Linked DNA regions of Mus musculus: region 1 is linked to region 2. The links are chromatin contacts, called in public HiChIP or PLAC-seq maps. All regions are on one chromosome and are shown on one strand. Each heading gives the region's core, a stretch centred on a gene start, on an enhancer-like site or on the middle of the called end of the contact. The rest is flanking DNA. Distances are from core to core; before and after follow the strand shown.

Region 1 (4,846 bases), core at 1,443-3,942, 63 kb before region 2:
AAACCATAGACTGTCTCTGTTCATCAAGGCCTGCTGCACTTACTCTCACCCACATGGGAACCTCTCTCCTTCAGCCCTCTCTCCCATAACCCCGGGGTACAGGGTGTCGCCCCCCCCACCATCGGGGGCTGCCTCTTGTCCACTCCCCGGTCAAGTGGGGTCAGTGGCTTAGATGCCCACCTGGGGCTGAGTGGAAAGTGTCTGGCAGCACTCCCACATCTGCCTGCCCAGAGCATAGGAGGAATTCCCTCCCCCCTCTTCCCCTGCCCCTTTTAGTTCCCACAGACCTTGGAACTTTGGACTAGAAAAGCAGTTGAAATCAAGTTGGACTCAATGGACCATTCTAAGTAGAAAAACGGAAGCTATTGGTGCTGAAGGTGACTGAAATTGTCAGGGCCTGGCTTAGAAGGTTTCAGAGGAGAAAAATTTCAGTATGTAGCTTAAAGATCATGCTTCTGATATTTTGACAAAGAACATGGCTACTTTCAATCAAAAAAGTCTGCCTACAGCTAAATTGAAGTGTTATGGATTAACAGCTATAGCAGAAGCCTAACACTAGGCTTTAGCCTAGTGTTGACTGTCTTGTATGGTTATTAGTGGCCAGACTTACGCAGATCTATAATGAAAAGAAGCAAACAGAGCAAGGAAAAATACAAACTGAACAGTTTGTAGAGAAAAGGAGCACCAGAAAATGTATACAAAGAAAACCATGATGCTAATTAGAGTAAAGGGAGTGATGACCTCAGAGCAAGACCCCACACAACCAAGCTTCCAATTTATGAAAAGGAATGAAAGAAAAGTGAAAAAGAATTAAAGAAAAGTTTAGATCTGGGTGTAGTGATGAACAGCTTTAATCCTAGAATTCTGGAGGCAGATATCTGTGTTTGAGAGCAGCCTAGTTGCTCTCAACAGATGGAGTTACAGGATTGCCAAGCTTAGACAGTGAAGAAAACCATCAAAGCCAGAAAGCTGGTGAAAATTTATTTGAACAAGGGGTCCATGTTCCAGTGCCTGGGTAACTGCTGCCTGTCTAGCCAGCCATTTTATGCTGTTACTGATGTTACAAGGAAACTTTCTCATGTGTTGTCACTACTGTTACTAGGAAACTTGCTGATGCCTGAGTTGAATGCATATTCTGTTATGTTCTATGCTTTGAGGTTCTTGGAAATCAAACACAATAGAGGTCAGTCAGAACTGCTTTGAATAGTTAGCCACAAGAAACTTGGACCTGAACCAACTGTTCAGCAGCATTTCCTGCACTTGTGTATGAAAGGCTGACTCTGGGATGTACCCCAACATAAGAGAGACACCTGTACAACTATAAGAAGTCATTTGGAATAAGTCTTCCACTTTGAGTAGGGATCAAGTAAAGTTTTAAGTTCCCAAAACCTCCCTGGGAATTGACACCGTACTTGACAGAAAGACACACATTTATGGGTAACTGAAATCCTTTTGGCAAGTTAAGACATGAATGTTAGGCAAGGCAAGTCCCCTGCCACAGTAGAATACTCCCAACAAATGGGAACAGGATAATTGTACAACAAAGACATGTTTGTAAGGAAGTGTCCCATCCCTAAATCCTGATTGATGGAATAACTTGGCACAGATGTTTGTGGATTTCAGGCTTAAAAGATCTATAGGATTCTAACTCAGTGTAACAGCCTCCCCTGTGGCCCCAAAAATCAATCAGTCCTGGGGAAAATTCCCAATAAACTATCCATGTATGAGATTAGTGTTGGTGTGGTTTTGGGGGTGAATCCCAAACCCCAATACCAGAAAGCAGCAGAATTTACATCTTGGGCCACATTCTGGTTTTAGAGCAGTGGTCCTCAACCTTTCTAATGCTACACCCCTTTAGTTTGGTCCCTCATGTTGTGACGATCCCATCCACAAAATTATTTCGTTGCTACTTCATAACTGAAATTTTGCTACTGTTATGAATTATAACATAAATCTTTGTTTTCTGATGGTCTTAGGTGACTCCTGTGAAAGAGTTGTTCCACCTCCAAGGGGGTCGTGATCCACCACTTGAGAACCACTGTTTTAGAATTAGGATATAAGAGAGGAATTATAGAATCTCCCTCTGTGACTAAGGTGAGCCACTGAGTCCAGGTGTATAGCAGGGGTATCCCTGCATGGAGGTCCATAGAAGCCATTAAGTGAAGCTCTGAAGATGAAGCCTAGATTGCCATGGAGACCTCAACATGTTGACAGTGCCATAGTTATGGGATACTTGCCAAGGAAAACTTCTAATAGGTAATGGAACCAGCCCAAGTGACAGAAGTATGTTACAGTCAACAAAGATGAGAAGTGTTGGAGATTTAAAGACACTGGGACATTAGGCATGGAAATGCAGAGTTTGGAGTAGCCAGCCCACCATTTCTGTTGGAAGTATGAGATCTGCTTTTTTTTTATTTGATTTTTATAGGGAATTACAGTTAAGAGATTGTCATGAGTCTCAGAAGAGACTTTGAATTTTGGATTTTAATCAACATTGAGAATGATAGATATGGGGACTTTTGAGGTTGGATTTAATGCTTTCTGCATTATGATATGGCTACAAGCCTATGGTGTCAGGGAGTAGAATGTGGTAATTTGAATGAAAATGGCCCCCAGAGGCTCACAGGAAATGTCACTATTGGGAGGTGTGAATTTGTTGGAGTAGGTGTGGCTTTGTTGGAGGAAATGTGTCACTTGCAGTGGGTTTGTGGTTTCAGAGGCCCAGTGTCTCTAAATCTTTCTGCTGCCTGTGGATCTGACTGTAGAACTCTCAGCTACTTTCCAGTGCCATGTTTGTCTGTGAGCAGCCATGCTTCCAGCCGTAATGATAAAGGACTAAACCTCTGAACTCTAAGCCAGTCCCAATTAAATGTTTCTCTTTATAAGAGTTGCCTTGGTCATGGTGTCTTTTTTTTTTAATTGGATATTTTCTCTTTTTTTTTCTTATTAGATATTTTCTTTATCTACATTTCAAATGTTATCTCCTTTCCTAGTTTTCCCTCTGAAAATCCCCTGTCCCTTCCCCCCTTCCTTTGCTCCCCAACCCACCCAATCCTGCTTCCTGGCCCAAGGATTCCCCTATACTGGGGCACAGAACCTTCACAGAGGCCATGGTGTCTCTTCACAGAAAAACAAAACAAAACAAACACACAAAATAGTGAAACAAAAAAGCCAAAAACCCTAAGACAGTCTTTAACAATGAAAAATTTAAAGCAATAGCTAAAGTACTAAAATTATAAGCAGGTAGTATCTCAATTTAGTATCAGCTTATCTAGGAAAATGAAGGAGCTTCAACTTAAAAGAAGTTGGAGACAAAGGTGAAAACTATTTTATGCCCTTTAACCCAAGTCAGTATTTCAGAATAAAGTTGTGAAATTATATAACTAAGTATATGTTTCAATAGTGTATCATAGACTAAGAAATTGCCCAGAAAAAAGGGGTGGAGGAGAAAGAAAGACAGAGAGAGACAGAGACAGAGAGATTTTCTTGGTTCTGCAGGTAGGAAGATAAAGAGCAAGGTGCCAGCATCTGGAATCTGGTTTCCCACATACCTTGCTGCTGTCCTCTCACATGTCCAGTTGTAGAACAAATGGCAGAATGGGGCAATTCATGTGGGCAGCCCTTACAGTGATAGTATCAGTCCTCCATGAGGCTGAGAACTTGAACATCCCTCCGGTGTTCACCTCTCAGTGCTACCGCCCTGGTGATAAAATGACTAGCTCCGGCTTAATTGTGCATACATGGAGGCCAAGGATCACACACTGAAACACACATGTGGATCTATAAGATACATGAACATGAAGAACATGAAGGTTTGCTGCTTGGCTTCTTGGCTCTTGTGTTTTCAGTGGCCGTTGTTCCTGAAAGGGACTGAAGCATGCTGACCATCACCCCCAAGCCCCATGGTGACTGTGGCTTAAGAGAATGAGAGGTCTGGGGCTCTTTCCTTGGAGAGCCTCTGATGTGGTTATTTCTTCAGTGTTCTTTCCCTGGAACTCACCAAGTGCCTGCAATGATCCTCCTCAAAAACCAAGGGCCATGGGCATGTCAGGCAAGCACTAGCTACTAACCCACAACCCAACTCAAGTTAAAAGATTAATGGTGGGGACTAATATCCAACATATATAAAGAACTCAAGAAGGTGGACTTCAGAAAATCAAATAACCCCATTAAAAAATGGGGCTCAGAACTGAACAAAGAATTCTCACCTGAGGAATACCGAATGGCAGAGAAGCACTTGAAAAAATGTTCAACATCCTTAATCATCAGGGAAATGCAAATCAAAACAACCCTGAGATTCCACCTCACACCAGTCAGAATGGCTAAGATCAAAAATTCAGGTGACAGCAGATGCTGGCGAGGATGTGGAGAAAGAGGAACACTCCTCCATTGTTGGTGGGAGTGCAGGCTTGTACAACCACTCTGGAAATCAGTCTGGCGGTTCCTCAGAAAACTGGACATAGTACTACCGGAGGATCCAGCAATACCTCTCCTGGGCATATATCCAGAAGATGCCCCAACAGGTAAGAAGGACACATGCTCCACTATGTTCATAGCAGCCTTATTTATAATAGCCAGAAGCTGGAAAGAACCTAGATGCCCCTCAACAGAGGAATGGATACAGAAAATGTGGTACATCTACACAATGGAGTACTACTCAGCTATTAAAAAGAATGAATTTATGAAATTCCTAGCCAAATGGATGGACCTGGAGGGCATCATCCTGAGTGAGGTAACACATTCACAAAGAAACTCACACAATATGTATTCACTGATAAGTGGATATTAGCCCCAAACCTAGGATACCCAAGATATAAGATATAATTTGCTAAACACATGAAACTCA
Region 2 (5,003 bases), core at 548-3,047:
CTCAGCCAGTGACTGCCCAGAAATCAGATTCAACCTCTCCCTGGCCTTTCTCTGGTGATAGCTTTGGTTCCACATTCCTGTCTGAGTGCTTATCTGCATCTCTCCACCATTTCATGCTCCATCTCTTTGTCTCCACTATGGGTGACATGTTCCCTCCCTCTCTTCCTCCTGTGGGCACAACACCAGAGAAGGGTAATGTTAACTCAATAGCCTATCTCCCACAGAAGGGCTTTGCAAACCAGATGGGCTAATACCCCTTCCATCTCCCAAAGCCTTTAGTCAAACACTCTGTGGGATTCCATGTCTCTGTCCTGTGTGCAGAAATCAGCAAATGCCCACAAATGACACAGATCAGAACTGAAGAAACAGCCGTAAGAGCGGGGGCAATGAGCAAGGTAAGAGCGAGAGCAATGAGCAAGGCTTCTGCAGGAGCTGGAGGAGCTCTTCCTGGGGGAAAATGAGGAGGAGGCACAGGGACTCCATGGAAGCCCAGGGCAGGACGCTGGGGCTTCCAGAGTTCAGAGTGGAGGCTGGGCTTCCTTTGATAGTTTCTAAGAGAAAGGCAAACACCGAGTGAAATCTCGGGCGATAAATGTTTCTATTATCTGGGAACATAAAGCACATGCAGTTCTATATGCTCAAGAGAGCCCGGGATAGTCCAGGTCCTTGCCTACAAGCTTGATGGGGTTTTGGTTTTTGTTTTTTGGGGCTTTTTTGTTTGTTTGTTTGGTTGGTTTGGTTTGGTTTTTGTTTGGTTGGTTGGTTGGTTTTGGTTTTTGGTTTTTTTGTTTGTTTGTTTTGTTTTTTTGAAGTATTTAGGTGTTCCCCTCAACATCACACTTCTTGGATCTATCCTCAGTTGTTCTGATACAACAAGTAGTATCTTTCTCACAAGCTTAATCTGCATCCAGAATTTGAAGAACATTATTTCTTAAACCCTTCCTTGTAGACGCGGAGAAACAGAGGTATCCCTGCAGTTGGAGTGGGACAAACTCCAGGAAGACAAGTGAGGACTAATTCCATTCCTCTCAAGTTTGCTAGAGCCCCTCCGACTGGCAAGGAGAAGAAGAGACTTCTGAGAGACAGACGTGGCCCATGAGGAGTAGCCATGAAAGCATGGTTTATAAGGACACAGAAGGATCGTTTGCCTTTGCTGAATGTGCTTTTTTTTTCTATAGAAAGAAACATTTAATGAAATTTCTTTCAAAATTCATCACTTTACTCTTTAACTTGTTTTTTGGCCAAAGTACACAGTCCTGGAAGGTACTAGGTAAAGACATGTTTTTTCAAGACCTTTTAAGTTTCTTTGATACACCAGACATCACCAGCTAAAGATACCATGCAAATCAGAAAACTCTATTTTTTTTTTTTTTTTTTTTTTGAGGAATGGACTGTGCTTTGCTCCTGGGAGGAGATCTAGAGTACATTTCCCTTACTGTACGAAAAGAGTGAGGGAAGAGATAAGCTTTGTTCATCAAAGATGTGTGAACTCCTAAGACTTCCTCCAAACTTGTCGATTCGAAGCCCAGGCCATCCTAACGCATCCGGAAGCCCCCCTTGCCTGTGATGCACGCTCGCTCGGAGTGCTCCTGCATAGTGCTTTGTACAATGCAGGTGTATAGGTACCAGACACTTTGGTCTCACAGCCCAGCTTCCTCTCCACCCCAGCTCACAGCCTCAGGCTCACCTTTCTTGCTGACAGTCCCTGAAGTGACCCAGAGAAGCCCCGGCCTCGCCTTCCCTTCGCTTGTGAGTGCAGAAGTCTCTCCTTGCCCAGGGCTGAGCATAGAGGAAGTCGCTAGGCTGCCTGGGTCTTAGAGATCAGGAAACTGAGAGAAAGGCCGGATGATGATGGCTTAAAGAGACAGAAACATTTTCCATGTAGTTGTGGTCTTAGCATTCCTCTATGAAATCACGCACTCTATCTTCTCTGTGACTAAAGGCTGTTTGTCCAGAAGGGTTAGTAGAATCAAACATGTCAACAGAGCCTTCCTTGGCTGACTCTATTCTAGAATTGGCTACAGGTAATCTTCCGTGTGTGTGTGTGTGTGTGTGTGTGTGTTTTGTGGTGGTGGTGGTAGTGGTGGTGGTTGTTGTTGTTTGTTTGTTGTTTTATTTTTATTATTTTTGTTTCCATTTTTCTCTTTAAGGATTTCTCTTACTACAAAATAGCCTCCAATTGAGATTGGAGGATGACAAATTGAAGCCCATTCTAGGCTACTAATCTTTTTAAGACCCCCACTTCAAAACAAAACAAACACCAAAGGCTCAGGGTTTAGCTTATTGATAGAGCATTTGCCTAGAATCATTTGCCTAGCATATACAAAGTCCTAGGGTCTATCCAGTACCAAAGAAAACAAAAAAGAAAAATTTACAAAGAATAGAATATCTAATATCACTAAGACTGATATTGGCTATTAGTGATTAATCTTTAAATTAGTGCATGCATATTTTGTTCATTCCTATTTTACTAAATAAAGGCTTTGATTGGAAATGTGAGTTACTTTAAAAATGTCTTTTAATGGTTGAAGTAATTGCATGATTTTTCTTTTGATCTATTAATATTGTAAACTATGTTTCTATGTAAGTATATTTATGTAAGTGTTTGTATACTTGCACGCACATGTGTATGTGTGTCTGTGTAAAAGGGTTGGGTTCCAAGGCATATGGACTATTGAGGTGGAGATATCTGGTGCTGAAAGAAGCTATGAGGGAGTAGCCTTGGGATTTACACCTGAGAGAGGAAGGAAAGAAGACGGTATTGGATAAGGATAAGATTGAGTCAGTCACAACAAATGCTGACTCCACAGGGAATTCTACAGTTTGCGTAGACCTTGAGATGGAAGGTGACGAGACTGCATTTCACAGTTCTATCAGCCAGTTATTGGATGTAAACTTCCACTGGAGAAAACACTTAACCTAGAGGCATCGCTCTTCAGCAGATGCCAACCTCCGGGCAAGGGTGATAGTCAGACAGTGGGTACTGCCAGTTGGCTGCACTCCTGGTCAGCTGGAGGGAGAGGCTGTGCTGCTGCTGCATGTTGGCATGCTGATAGAATCTCTCTTGCTTCATTATCTGAGCCATTTGAAGAGATGTGTCAATATGGTTTTACATATGTCCCCCCAAAGCAGGCATGTCCAACTCTAGGGAGATGGAGGCAGGAGGATCGTAAGTTTAAGGCTCTGTTTCAAAATAACTGAAAGTGGGCCTGAGGATACAACATGTGGGAAGCCCTAGGTTCAATCCTCACTAGAGAGGGTGGGAATCTCCTCAAGAAAGCTTCTTCTTAGCCTACCCTCTCCACTCTTGCCTTTGCAACACCAACCTTAGAAGGAACATCTCCCCACTGCCCTACTTACCACCACACGTGTGACCATAGAAGTCACCAGATACAGGACCAAAGTGAGGAAGAAGGAACAGGCTCCAGCTAACATGAACGAGCAGGGCTTACTGCAAATATCTGGATGCACAATAATTCATTTTACTCTTGCAGTTTGAAGAAATTGTGGGAAATGCTTCAGACCACAGACATATTAAGAAATCGTTGACAACTCTTTGTGGTTTCTTGCATAGCCCTTGTTTGCAAAGTGCTTCTGCTTAATCAAAGATTCTGTGATGACAGCAATGTTCCCAGGGCTCCCAAGGCTATGAACTTTTGCATTGTGGTTGGAGTGATGGGGAGACTAAGCTGTATATTTAAGTTCATATGATTGAATATTGCATCCATGTGGCCTGTAGCTATCATACCTGTAGTCATGGTATTTATTTTCTTCTCCTCTTTATTTTTCAGTACTGAGGATGGAGCCCTGTTCCTAGCACATGGGTGTACTGTGGCATCAAGGTTTATCTCTGGCCCTCTGTTTGCCTCTTATTTTAAGACAATGTCTCACTAAGTTATCTAAGCTAGCCTTGAATTTTGCTCTGTAGCTGAGGCATGCCTTGAACTTGCCGTCTTCCTGCCTCAGCCTCCCCAGGTAGCTGGTATTACAGGTCTGAATCCCCAGGCTTGGCTAAGGCATACTTTTTAGCAAGATGATACAGAATTCTATGTTTGGTGAGGGAAAGGACACAGATAAAGATGTGTAAAACTGCAGAGCAGAAAGTGCAAATGGATTTAATATTTTTGTAAAATCCCCAGCTGTAGTGGAGAAGTGTGGTCCTGGCAAGTTTTACAGTGGCCTCTTGCAAGCTTAATTTCCCTGCTGTGCTTTGTCAGAAGTCGTCGACTCTTTGCAATGATTATGAGTGAAGCGGGAATTTAACCTGGATACAAACACCCAAACTCTCATAACTAGATCGTTTGCTATAAATTGCTTACAATCAAAACTTCCCCACATCATTCCACAGAAGCCTGGTGGCTGTACACTCCGCAAAGACAGTTCCTCATCCTGTGATCAGGAGGATGATGCGAAACGAACATAGTCATCCCCCTGCTTCTTTCTGAAAAGATACCGTCCCGAGCTCATGTCCACTAAGTTTGTTTCAAATCCTGAGAATTCCCCCTTTTCACACTGGGAAGTAAAATGGTTTCCTAGGAACACATGGGGACAGCATGTAGCTGGCTGTCAAAATTCCACAGAGCAGACAAGGGCAAAGTCAAGCTCTCCTCAAGGCAATTGTGAGACCAGAGTGACATTCCTGGGAGGTGGGTGCTGTCAGCACACACAGCACAGAGATGTGTCTCCTGTGAGTTTCCCATCTGTGGTGTCAAGTGTAAGTCTCTGTCTTTTTCTGGAGGGTCAAGTGCGGGATATAAAGGCAGTGGCCACTTCCTTGGATCAAATCATGGACTGTATAGTGCCATGTCAAGCTCCAATGTGTCCCCCTCATACTCCACAGACACCCCCTCCTTCTCACCCCAAACCTCTTTTAAATGCACGCTAAAGTGTAGATAAATGAATCTTAAGTGGTCCTTTTTAAAGTTGTGGATTAGGAGCTGGAGTGATGGCCCATCAATTCAGAGCACTTGCTATTCTTGCAGAAGAGCTGGGTTCAATTCCCA

The links. HiChIP or PLAC-seq counts read pairs in DNA pulled down with a chosen protein or histone mark.
Region 1: a contact with region 2 is called in a BATF HiChIP or PLAC-seq map of CD8 T cells, with 10 read pairs. The contact joins the enhancer-like site here to the promoter of Gimap1 in region 2. A contact is called at or near these places in 3 of 484 Hi-C or Micro-C datasets (the HL-1 cell line, Sertoli cells and uterus), 6 of 115 datasets of contacts at active chromatin or transcription factors (CD8 T cells, DN3 thymocytes, effector CD8 T cells and 2 more) and 2 of 9 other capture datasets (adipose tissue and pancreatic islet).

The regions. Positions count from the first base shown.
Region 1 is chr6:48,799,952-48,804,797 of GRCm38.p6, reverse strand. No RefSeq gene overlaps it. Among named protein-coding and RNA genes, the nearest start is that of Gm30781, 3.5 kb to the right of the region's middle. Within about 2 kb of position 2,692, at least 56 of the 459 cell types and tissues checked have an H3K27ac peak or open chromatin away from gene starts, as enhancers often do. A contact at or near this core is called in CD8 T cells, effector CD8 T cells and uterus, where this site is marked.
Region 2 is chr6:48,735,841-48,740,843 of GRCm38.p6, reverse strand. Gimap1 (GTPase, IMAP family member 1) reads right to left here and starts at 1,797. Exons shown (of 3, transcript NM_008376.3): 1 at 1,688-1,797.